2 separate regions of the Arabidopsis thaliana genome follow, and region 2 is linked to region 1. The links are chromatin contacts, called in public capture Hi-C maps. All regions are on one chromosome and are shown on one strand. The core of a region is the stretch at or near the end of the contact, and the rest is flanking DNA. Distances in the headings are between cores, read along the strand shown. Region 1 holds the start of AT1G31710 (Copper amine oxidase family protein). Region 2 holds the start of AT1G31780 (oligomeric golgi complex subunit).

Region 1 (5,819 bases), core at 1,386-3,885:
CAGATGTTTACATGTGTCATTTAAAATTTAACTTTTTTATTTTCTAAAAAGAATAGAAAATCTTAAAAAGTAAACAAATTTACATATACTAATTTATATGTCTATATATTTATAAACAATTAACATTTATTCAATAAAAGGAAAATAACAAATTTGTCTTTAACTCATGTAATCATAAGTGAAAATAGAACATTTTGAGAAAAATAGCTTAGCTTATAGGATTTAACTTTTCAATTATTTTCATTTATTAATTTTAACTCATTTAATATTTGCATGATGTTAAAATTAACTTACAAGATTACGGCATATATAGAAATATATTTTCAACAATGTTTGGTTTCTAAATATTTTTGTGGATTTCTGTTTTTCTATTAATTATTAGCCCTAGGCGTTTGGGTATTCGGGTCGGGTATTTCGGGTTTGGGTTTTCGAGTTTAGAAGTTTAGGATCCGTTCGGGTAATTTAAGATTTCGGGTCGGGTTCGGTTTGGGTTCGGGTTCGAGTTTATTTATATATTGAAATATCAAATTGTGTGTGCAAATCTATTAAATTACTTGAAAATTTCAAAAACTCCCAAAACAACACGAGTAGTTTTGCTCGAATATATCTAAAAATACACAAAAATAACTAAAATATCAAAAAAATCCTAATATTTTCTATGTATAAGTATATATTAGTTATACTTATACTTATATTTGAGATATGTTTGGATACCTATTCGGGTTCGGGTTCGAGTTTTTCGGGTTTTCAAGTTTAGACCCATTCGAATATTTGAAAATTTCGGATACACCCGCCTAAATAGGCGGGCCTTATCTAGTTATAAGTACAGTGATACTTTAAACTATCACCAAACATAAACTTTATTTCAAAAGTTGAGAGTATATTAAATTAATTAATCCAGATCCAGGTAATTGTTTCTCCTAATTCTTGAAATTTAAGATATCCATCCCATATGTGTCCTGGATAGACTAAACTCAAGAAATGTATAGGCTGAATAAAAGTGGGTTGGTGAGGACGACTTTTGAGATTTCTTTCACTTGAGAGAATATTTTCGTAAAACAGCAAAAAAGAAAATATATCAGGTTTTGAGAACTATTTACACCGACACAGTTTATAGATTTAATTATCAGATTTAGCAAAATTTGATCTACATATATCAGGCGTATGGAGCTAATAGAAAATAGAGAGACAGAGAGACCTATATTCGGCGGTTTAGAATATTCTCATAATATGAGAGATATGTTTAGTTTCCATTATCATTATCTTTTCCAATTCTTTAGTTCTATCTCTCTCTATATAAGCATGTTAAACCTTGATTCATGATTCAATAAGAAATCCATAGCAAATCATTACTTTAGCAACCTATAATTGTTAATCATTTTACCTCACAAAGACACAAACCACTGTTACTACTATTCGGCCATTTGCACTGACAAACTTTTAAAATATAATTTCTATATATAGCATGCATAATTGCTGTCTGCAAAATCTGATCTATAATGCGTAAGGAGCCAAAGGAAAAAATGCCATTTGGCTATTTGCCACTGATAAACTTTAAAAATATAATTTCCATATATAGCATGCATAGCATGTTGTCTGCAAAATCTGATCTATAATTCGTATGGAGCCAAAGGAAGAGATATAGCCATAAATATTAGTCATTTTTTGGGTTTGTTAATCATTTACCTCACGATGTGTCCATCGACCTTGAAGCCCGGACCATCCGGCTGCAAAAGGACGGCGTTATGAAGCGTCGGTCCAAAGGGTGGGTTAAGCTTCGAGATACGGTACTCCGTTCCGTTAGCTATGGGCATAGTAACCACTGACCTGTCCTTAAACTCCGATACCTTCATCTCATCAAGATTAACGATTATCGTCATTCCTTCAATAGGTCTAAGATACATATTAACGGTGCCGTCAAGATAAAACGGCATCAATCTAATAACTCGCTCCGCCTCGGCCTTAGTCTCACCGTACCATCCAATCGTTGACGTCGTGAACACGATCTCCGAAACGTTTAAGCCACGTTTCGCGACCGAGTCAATAAACGGCTTGAACTTGACAACAAGCTCGGTGGATGCTTCTTGCTCGTCGTTTGAGAGCATAGGGTAACCATTTCCTACGTGAATTTTGTCCGAGACGATGGCACGAGAGGAAAAGTCAAGGACTATCTCTCTGGTCTTTCCGTTGTCTCGAGCAATGACGAACGCTTGGCGTGGTGGTGGTTTGATGGTATGATTCGGTGATGAGTACCAAGACAAGACTAGAGACTTGTTGGGTTCGTTGAGACCAACGTATTGGAAAGTGAACTTATGATTCGGACCAACGGGGTACGACTTGTTGATGATGGTTCGGACGAGTTTGAGTTCGGTCTCGGTTAAGGGATCAAATGGGTGACGCGGTGGAGTAAAGCTTGAGGATGAGACTACGATAACGAAAGAGAAAAGGATGAGAATGGTGAAGTGAAGTGGAGCCATATTGTTCTTTGTGAGGTATTATTGTTTGCTTTAATGGATTTGGTTTATGTTTAACTTCAAATTTTTATAGGCAAAAAAATGCCTTGATGGTATTAAATTAATATATATTCTTTTTGCACGTGAGAAATAGACGTTTAAGTAGAAATCAAAGAAGCGACCTCTATTAAACCATTCGACGAAAAGAATAATTAGGAAACTAATATTTATATTTCCTTTGTTCTACAAAGATTGATTTTCTTCTATTTTTCTTTATTTTTATTGATTTATATTTGTAAATTGTAAACTTCAAGATACAATTATTAGAAATCATGAACTTTCTTACACAACTACTGGTTGATAATTACTAAAAATATTTAACATGAAAAACAAAGTTAAATTGATTAAACAATGATTGAATTCTTAATATGTGTGAAAACCACAAAACATCAAACTATTAGTATCAGAGGGATATAACGTATGGTGATATAGTTTAATCTGTAATAGTTTGTTATGGAGAAAAGAGCCATATTATATACAGTAATAATTTTCTTTGGACATGTAGACCCATGTTATATACTGTTTTAATTTTCTCTGGACAAGCATAGCTATATGTAATAATTCACTTGGGCCATAATTCACTACACGAACTTACACATATAATATGATATGGTAGTTCTTTGACTTATGTCTTACCCTACCTACCTAACACATAATCTACGAAATCTCAAATGATATCTTCTCTTGCTACCAGTTCGATATTTCCGTGTGTCTAAACGACGTTGCTATACAAATTACTAAACTATAAGTCTTGCTCTATTGATGCAAATATAATAGAAGTGATTTATGTTTGACAAAATGTATGTTGCTTTGGAGTAAAATTTGGGATATTATACATGCACAATGCATCAATACATATGTATTGGTGCGGGTTGCCTTTGAACTTTGGAGTAAATGAAAACATGTATCTGTGTGGGCCGAATCTACTGGGCCGGTATATGGTTCATTTTGTTGACCAGAGCCGAGGAGGTTAAATGTACAGTATAGTGATTCCATATTTTTCCTCTTGTGCAATTCCGGGTTATAATCCCTTTTTGGAGATTTCGGTTTACTCTTGTGTTTGTTCAATGGGATCTGGTTTAAGTTGGAATTGAATAACCGAAAAGAGTAAAAAAAAAAAATCTACCGATCAGCAAAACAACATGCAGTACCGGAAAAAAAAAAAAAAACTATAGTCTAGGCTAGGCAGCAATTCTCTCTTTAATTCTTTCGGTACTTATGGTCTGATATTGTTACAAATAATATTTTTGGCTACTTATATATAGGCTATGAGCTTAACATAGGGTTCATTTTGTCTCCTTTTACATGGTTACTTTTTGCCCTTCTCTTCGGACCGAACCAAGATTGTGGGTCAAACTGTTTTTCCGCTGGACACGAGTGTTGTTAAGTTGGGCCAAATTCCTGTGTAAGTAGCATGTTAACTCAGCCAATCTTTGTTTGGGCCGAATTATGCATAAGGGTCAAAACCTATATCCCACATTGCTCTTGACCTATAATAAATTTTCCATCCATTAAAAACTGCACTTGCTAAATAATCTAAGGGGACATGCAGACTAATCACAGCTTCAATCAAGGTAGGTAATGAAATTCCAATCACCACTCGGGTCCATGTAAGGTATGAACATCTTCGAAGAGTGGCCTTTACATAGAACTTGCCCGTATAATTTTGTTAGTTTTTTCTTTTATATAAAATAACTTGCGGACATTTGATTACGTGCATGTCGAAAATGAACGCAAGAGAGATTACGATACTGATTTTGCTTTACTTTTTATTACCACAAATATTTCTATGTTCAAAACTTAAAAGTGTAGTCCTATTAGTCAATTTTCTCATATATATATCATGCTTCTGAAATTATGAAGAACAACGAACGTAACCAGCATTCATGAGTTATAAGAAAAAGATCGAAAAATCAATTTCTTTCTTTTATTAATTCATATTATCTGATTTTTATGGATACACATGAATAATGATTATCTCTTGGAATCTCTTTACAATTCCTCATAAAGATCAAATCATGAATGCCATTCATCGAATGATGAGCTGGTTATTATTCGTTCTTCGTAGTACACTTTGGAATGGTGGTGAGATTGAAAGGTTTAGCCTTGAGAACAGGATTTTGCTCGAAAAAGTTGGTTGGCCGAAGTTCAAAGCCGCCAAACATAGTAGGCATCGTCGGAAAATCTTCTTGGCATGGGACATGGTGGAATCCAACGGTGTACCACATCACTATATCTTTGTTCTCTATTTCCCTATCTCTGCACATTCATTTGTATAATTTTTGGTCCCATAATAATACACAGAAATTTGTCTCATAAGTATAAAATAATATCTAAAATTTCAAATAAGATCATCTCCTATTCATAAAATTTGTATTGTTTTCAAAAATATTTCAGGTTTTTACATTTTTCTATATTTGAGACAGATCTATGTATATATACTTTTACTTGTACTAATCCCTTAAAATTCTTTATATTTTTTTTTATATATAATCTTACGTCAAAGTGCTTTAAAGATACGTAAAAATATAAATTTTCATTTAAAAAAAAAGGAAGTAAACTAATTGGTTAGTTTTGCACAATTTTTTTTACGAATTAAAAAGATAATATAGTAAAACTTTTTAATCATTTAATTTCAATTTTACCCATTTCCCGTAAACATACAACCCTTTATTTTCTCAATTCGTGTTTGAAGTTAGGCTTGGAATATATTCGTTGATTAAAAAGTTATATTAGGATTCAAATTAAATGTGGTACTACGATAATTCGAATGATACTAAGAATCAATTTTTAGTAGAGATGTAAAATACCTTTGGGACCATACGGCTAATGTGTCGTCACCTTGGCTCCGATCAGCGTACAAACCGCTAGCCCAAACCTCCGATTTGTTATACGGTGTGATCCACACGTTGTAGTTGGTGAATGCTGCCCGAATCTGTGGGTAGTCATCTTGGACAAGAAGTGGGCTTGAAGCCGGCCCAGGAAGTAGACGGTATCCAACCTCATTGCCATGCTTAGTTTTTTTGGTAGGGTTAACGACCACCAACTCCTCCGCTCTCAAGCCTAGTTTCACCCGAGCGTCTGCCTCGGTTTTTGCTGTGTTTCGTTTTGTTGTCCAATAGCTTTTTCTCGGTGTGTTAACAGATTTTGGAGTCCTCTTGGTCACGAGTTCGGTACGAACAAATGAATTTTCCGTACCATCTATATCAAGATCAAGACGGAATGTCACGAAGTGATCGTGGTTAACTCCGACGGTGTTGTCAGCAACAATTGTCCCGTAGATGTCGTCTTCTTTGATCTCTGATG
Region 2 (5,819 bases), core at 1,660-4,159, 42 kb before region 1:
AAAAGATCATAAGAAGAAATGAAAGTTAGGATAATTTTTTGGGCTATGAACGTTGACGTATAAACTGTACTGGTTTTATATAGGCAAATGATACCTGTGGTGGGGATGGGCTGCTAGAGAGTAGAGCATCGACTGAGGTTAACTGGCTTGAGTCAGAACTTGTTCTGCTTCTTCTGGGTAATTGGCCGCTCTTCTTTGATTTATGCGCCTCTGCTGCTTGCTCGCACATCTGCGGATTTGAGAAAGTTGAGAAATCTGCTTCAATGCACAATCATGGTTTTCGATGCACACGATATTTCATAAGTTTGAGCTTTCATGTACCTTAATAATAGGGTCAAGCAGTGCAGAGAGGACGGGATCAAAAGCCGGTTTCTCTCCTGAAGCAGAAACCATCATACTGTTGTAATTCTCGATAATCTCAAGAGTAAGAGAAACTCCTTCTCGGACAGCTGGAGGAGGAGAGAGATCAACGGCTACAGGTGGAGGGTATCGTAGAAGTTTCTCTCCTCGGGTTTTAAGAATGTCAAAGAAGGTTTTCTGTGCAGCATCCTTTACCATTCCAATTGTATTACACAGTGCAGTGTCTCGCCCAAGTAAATCTGAGATCTGCAAGGTGGAAAAGAAACCAATGAGGCAATGATTAAACCACCAGATTGATAAATGTCATATAATATACAGAGCGACAAGTACAAAAAGAGGCTATGTAAAACTCACAGTGTAGCTGTAGAACTCCAAGGTGTTGGTGAGTTTGTAAGAAATAATAAGACTTGGTTGTGACTGCAGAACTTGTTCGACTCTCACTTTAAATGGACGGCAAACTCCTTCAAAAATTCTATCCAGAACAAATGTAAAGTCAGATTCTCCTGCCTTTAGGGCAATATTCTCAGAGGTATTTTTTGCGTTTGATTGATGGTCAGCTGAGTCTATATCAAATAAAGCATGAACCAATTCTCTTTCTGATGCCAAAGCCTGCAGCCAAAGTAACATTTTACATTAGGAAAGAAATAACAAATAAAAGGATATTTAGTCTAATATAGTAATGTTCATGATTATCCGGTACTCAATTCACAAACATGATTATCTATTGTTGAGTGTAGTAAACAAATCATCACTCTTACATTAGTCGCATGAGGATTAAATGAGGGTACCATATGAGAAGAAAATGTGGTCACAAACCTGATGTAGCCACCCAAGCATGTCTCCCACGTATCTTAAGGGGTCATGGGCATGAACTTCAATGGGTCTAGGCATTCCTCCAGGCCCTCCACGTGTAAGAGCGCTAATAAATCTTCTAAATAACGCATTGTGCCTCAGATTCCCTACCTGAATGATTTGACATAGTTCATAAGGAGCTCGACAAACATGCCCCATATAGCTGTATCGTAGCAGTTTCACAGAGAATTAAACTTCAGTGACGCCAAAAGACTAACCTCCTCTGCACAATATTTGAAGAGAACGGGTCTTTCTTTGAGACAACGAACAGCAGTCCTCAAAAGCTCACTCACCTCTGGATTATCCGTATCACCGAGTTTCCTACACTCAGCCTGAACCCACCTAGAAAATTCAAGGTTCTTTGGTTACAATTGATACCTCGAACTTCTATGAACTCTAGGCTCACGGCAAAAACAAAGGCAATAATAATGAACATTCTGCTTTAACAGCCAGTACTGAGTTTTCTCGTTCGCCCTAAACGAATTTAGAAAAGGTGACCCTTTTTGAAAACAAATAATCGTCCTACAAGTACAAACCATGAAAAACAGTTTACATTCACCCAAACTATCTAGGTTCCAAATTAGCAATGAGGAATTCATGTTAAATCCAACACTAAGTTTCTACCAACAAGCCTTCTTGGAAAGAAACGGATTTGTAAAGAGACATTGCAGAGAAGTTCAGGATACACCAATTATCAATACGGAGGTCATGCTAAACCCAAACTCTAAATTTCTACTAACAAGTCTTCTAAAAAACAAGCAGATATGTACCTGCAAAGGCGCTCATATGCTCCTTCTTGATACACAGCCATCATATCCATCAATTCCAAACCCGCACGCTGTATACAAGTCCCATACACTCAAATACTAACCACACCAATCCACTTTGCACAAAAAAATAAACACAATTCGCAAAACACAGTGAAAATATAGCAAATCTCACCTGATGATGCGTCCTAAGAAGTAATTTGCAATTGGAATGAATTTCCTGAACATGAGACAACGCTTGGAAGAAATTCTCATTCAATTCATCTTCCCTAAGCGCTTTAATCTGCCAAAATTGCATCAAACAATCAACACTCATTTTCATATTCCAGAGATCTGATCACCATTAAGTTAATGATTACACTCACCTCTTCATTCGAAAGCTGGTAATCACGAAGAAAACAGTTAACGATCTCTTGCCTCTGAGTAGTAACCTCAAGCTCTTGCTTTAGCCTCTCAGTAGTACTAATAATATCGCTAGTGGTAGCCGCGGAACTACTTAGCGCCGCCGCAATCTTATCGCAACAATCAGCTAAAGCATTCACTTCCTCCTCCACGCGATCCAATGCGATCTGAGTCGAATCAGCCGCGTTAAGGAACTCACTGTTGATCTGAAGCGCTCGTTTCTCGATCGTCGATCTGAGATTTCTCCGTGCGTGAGCACTGTTCTCGTCGTAGAATGAGGATAAAGCGTTAAGCGACGCCACCAGATCCGGACTATCTGTACGACAATCCAATACCTTCTTCAATTTCCGGGAGAGCCCCGGTGCTAATCCCACCGTCGAAGCCATTGTTACTCTGCTTCGTTTGGTTTTCTTCTACAAACGATCTTCGAGCATTGCCTTCTTCTTCTTCTTCTTCGATCTCTGATGATCTTCTTCCTCCTGCAGAACGGTCGGATCTCAAATGATTCTATGGGTCAAAAACTCAGTAAGTCAGGCCCAGATTATATTTTATTTATGGGCCTCTTATAATGGCCCATTATAGATGACATCAAATGAGGCAGCAATTTTTTTTCACCAAATGAGACAGACATAATTCCACATTGGCTATATACATATACTGTTTCAATATATATAAACACAAAATGTGTTAAATAATTTATTCTTAAATTATATGACAAATCTCGATATTGTGATTCCGATGTGATTGTGACCTTACAATGTTTTCGTCAAATCTTTATTCCAAAATTATGCCAAGTCGTGGTTCTGCTATACTCTGACGCAGACATTGTAACGTCAAATATTGATTTCAATGCAAACTTTTGAACTCTACATAAGATCATATATTAGTGGTTTTCTAACGTTAATTTACGATTTTTCCAGTTTGAGGCATAATATGAATTTGTGGTTCGGATGGAAAACCTCAAAATGTTATGATGTGATTCAAAAGCAAAACATTAGTGATACGTAAAGTCGGGTTTCTACTATTTTCAAGCAAAATCATGATTCTACAGCCAAACTATCATGTTATAACTAGTTGAATTTTATCAGTCCATATCTTACACGCAATCATTTGTATTAGTAGATAAAGCTCATTTACACCCAAAAAAAGTTCCATAATTAACTTCGTTGGTAACAAAAAATGAATCTACTAATTTTACAACTTAAAGACACTATACTATGGCTTGAAAGCCTTGAATACTTAAACATAAACCATCTTACCTATAAATAAGCATTACGTTTGATCAAACCAAATGCTTTATAATTAGTTTTTGTTAATAATGGGCGGTGCAAAGTTATTAAGGATTGTGTAAGAGTGCAACGAAATAATTAATCGAAAAAGGAAAAAGGGAAAAAAACAATGGTGGACGAGTTGTGCTAGCTACATCACAAGATGATGATTAAGACAAACAATGATTAGCGCTATAAATACTCCCAAGTGGGTTTACGGGCCCGACCAGGATGGTCTAATATCCTCGAAAACACACACGCCTATGAACTAGTTATATGACTAATTAGGCATTTAATTATCAAAAAGAATTTTGCTAGACAAATCAAAAAAGATTTTAGAGAGTATATATATTAATGGCATCAATGTCGCATTCATGATCACGACAAGGATCGATCACTGTAAATATATACAGCATTTACTACAAAGGATTTGTTAAAAATGTGTAATCTGATTTGAAACTATATGACTAAGGTTTTGCATGCTGATGACTTTTTATTAATACCATCATATATATCTTTTTTTTTTTTATGATTATCATATATATCTTTATTTTGGGTTTAACCCTATATCTTTATTAGGGGTAACTTGGTTTGTCTAGTTGGAAGCTAAATATAGTTCAATAGAATCAACAATAGGAAAAGGAAAACAATCAACTCACAGTAATTTAGTGGTTAAAAAGGGAGTTGGGGAAACAAAATTCAAAATTTCCTATTGCACACTTTTAATTATGGTTAGCTAGGTCTTATGTGATAAAAATTCAATTTCTTACGGGCGACAACAAGTTTCAAAAATTTTCTTGAGATCTTCTTGTTACCATAAGATTAAACAAAAAAAACAGATATCTATAAATTGAAGTGATAAGTTTTACTTGTAAATCCTAGTCGAAAACCGAACATATATACTTTTCATATATATTAATTATTAGTATATGTGTGTGTGTATAGCACTTCCACAATGATATGATATGTTAAGATGGTCAACCTCACAATGATATCAAAAATTGTATCAATACTTTCCTCCACTCACAAAAAGAATTGTTTGGGTAACTAAATCATTGAACACATATTTTTGTAGTAATGACTTTTTACTATAGTAGCTAGTATTAACTACCCGCCGTTTTTCTATTCGTGGAATTATATTCGATTCTATTGTGCACCATGAGTATTGAATGTTATGGGACTTTAGGTTGTTTTTGTTTTAAATAGGTTTGTCTGAAATCGGATGCATTAACTAAATCAAATATTCTATTTTTTTAAGAACAAATTACGTCAAAAGAACATAAGTTTAGGACTTTCAGAAATACGATGTATGTGAAAAAAGAAAAATTAAAAAAATTGGGCTGGCTATATATGTTTTTGAAAGGTTAAATCTATTAACTAAGAAAAACTCAACAAATTATATATTAAAATATACAGATACCCTTGACACAAAGAGTGGAAATAAAATATTTAACTAAAAAAAATCGAATAAAATCAGCAAAAGAACCAAAAGGTATACTAGTGATTTGACCATAAACATGAACGTAATCTTCTTTATTCGAGAGTATATTTATAAAAAAAAAATTGAGTATAAAGATGCTTAGCACAAGAAAATTGTATTATGAATTCTTACAAAAAATGGAAAAGTAGAAATAAGGAAACAATCCAACATTGATCACATATAGCCACACTAATTAAAATATACAGAAAACATGAAAACTCAAAATCTTGATTAATTTTCTGATTAACTCATTTGGTCATATTTATTTTGAGTTACTCTTGATCAAATTCACAAAGAAGTGTCCACACTCCATAATATATACTCTTTAAGTCCAGGTTTTGGTGGACGTATAAATCATATTTTGCGTGTCCTGAGTAGAATGATAGCATGAGTTTTTCTGTTTGACAAATAAACATATCAAATCCTTGAAAAATAAATGTAACTTTTTGGTGTAGCATGATAGTAAAGGAACAATCACGTGCGATTGATTTTCCAACAATGGGTTGCTAGTGAAAAAAAGGACAAACAAAGACACATTGATCGGTCTCTCACGCTTTGTCCGGTAGATTAATTTCATATACCTTTCCCACAAAACAAAAACAAAAACAAAAGCTGTTTTACAATGTCACGATGAATACGAATCTGGTATAGTTGGTTTATATGAGTTGTTGATTTCTTTGGATATTAATA

What was found. Capture Hi-C pulls out chosen DNA fragments and counts their contacts.
Region 2: a contact with region 1 is called in a capture Hi-C map of shoot, with 6 times the contacts expected there. A contact is called at or near these places in 9 of 26 Hi-C or Micro-C datasets (cotyledon, leaf, rosette leaf and 4 more), 1 of 2 datasets of targeted methods (shoot) and 2 of 3 other capture datasets (seedling and shoot).

Annotation. Positions count from the first base shown.
Region 1 is chr1:11,346,513-11,352,331 of TAIR10.1, reverse strand. AT1G31710 (Copper amine oxidase family protein) reads right to left here and starts at 2,635. Exons shown (of 5, transcript NM_102906.4): 1 at 1,687-2,635. The coding sequence starts at 2,477. It overlaps AT1G31690 (Copper amine oxidase family protein), which reads right to left. Exons shown (of 5, transcript NM_102904.3): 4 at 5,324-5,819; 5 at 4,387-4,772. The coding sequence ends at 4,565.
Region 2 is chr1:11,388,289-11,394,107 of TAIR10.1, reverse strand. AT1G31780 (oligomeric golgi complex subunit) reads right to left here and starts at 2,909. Exons shown (of 9, transcript NM_102912.5): 1 at 2,345-2,909; 2 at 2,155-2,262; 3 at 1,983-2,050; 4 at 1,431-1,554; 5 at 1,177-1,323; 6 at 715-969; 7 at 322-606; 8 at 95-229. The coding sequence starts at 2,767.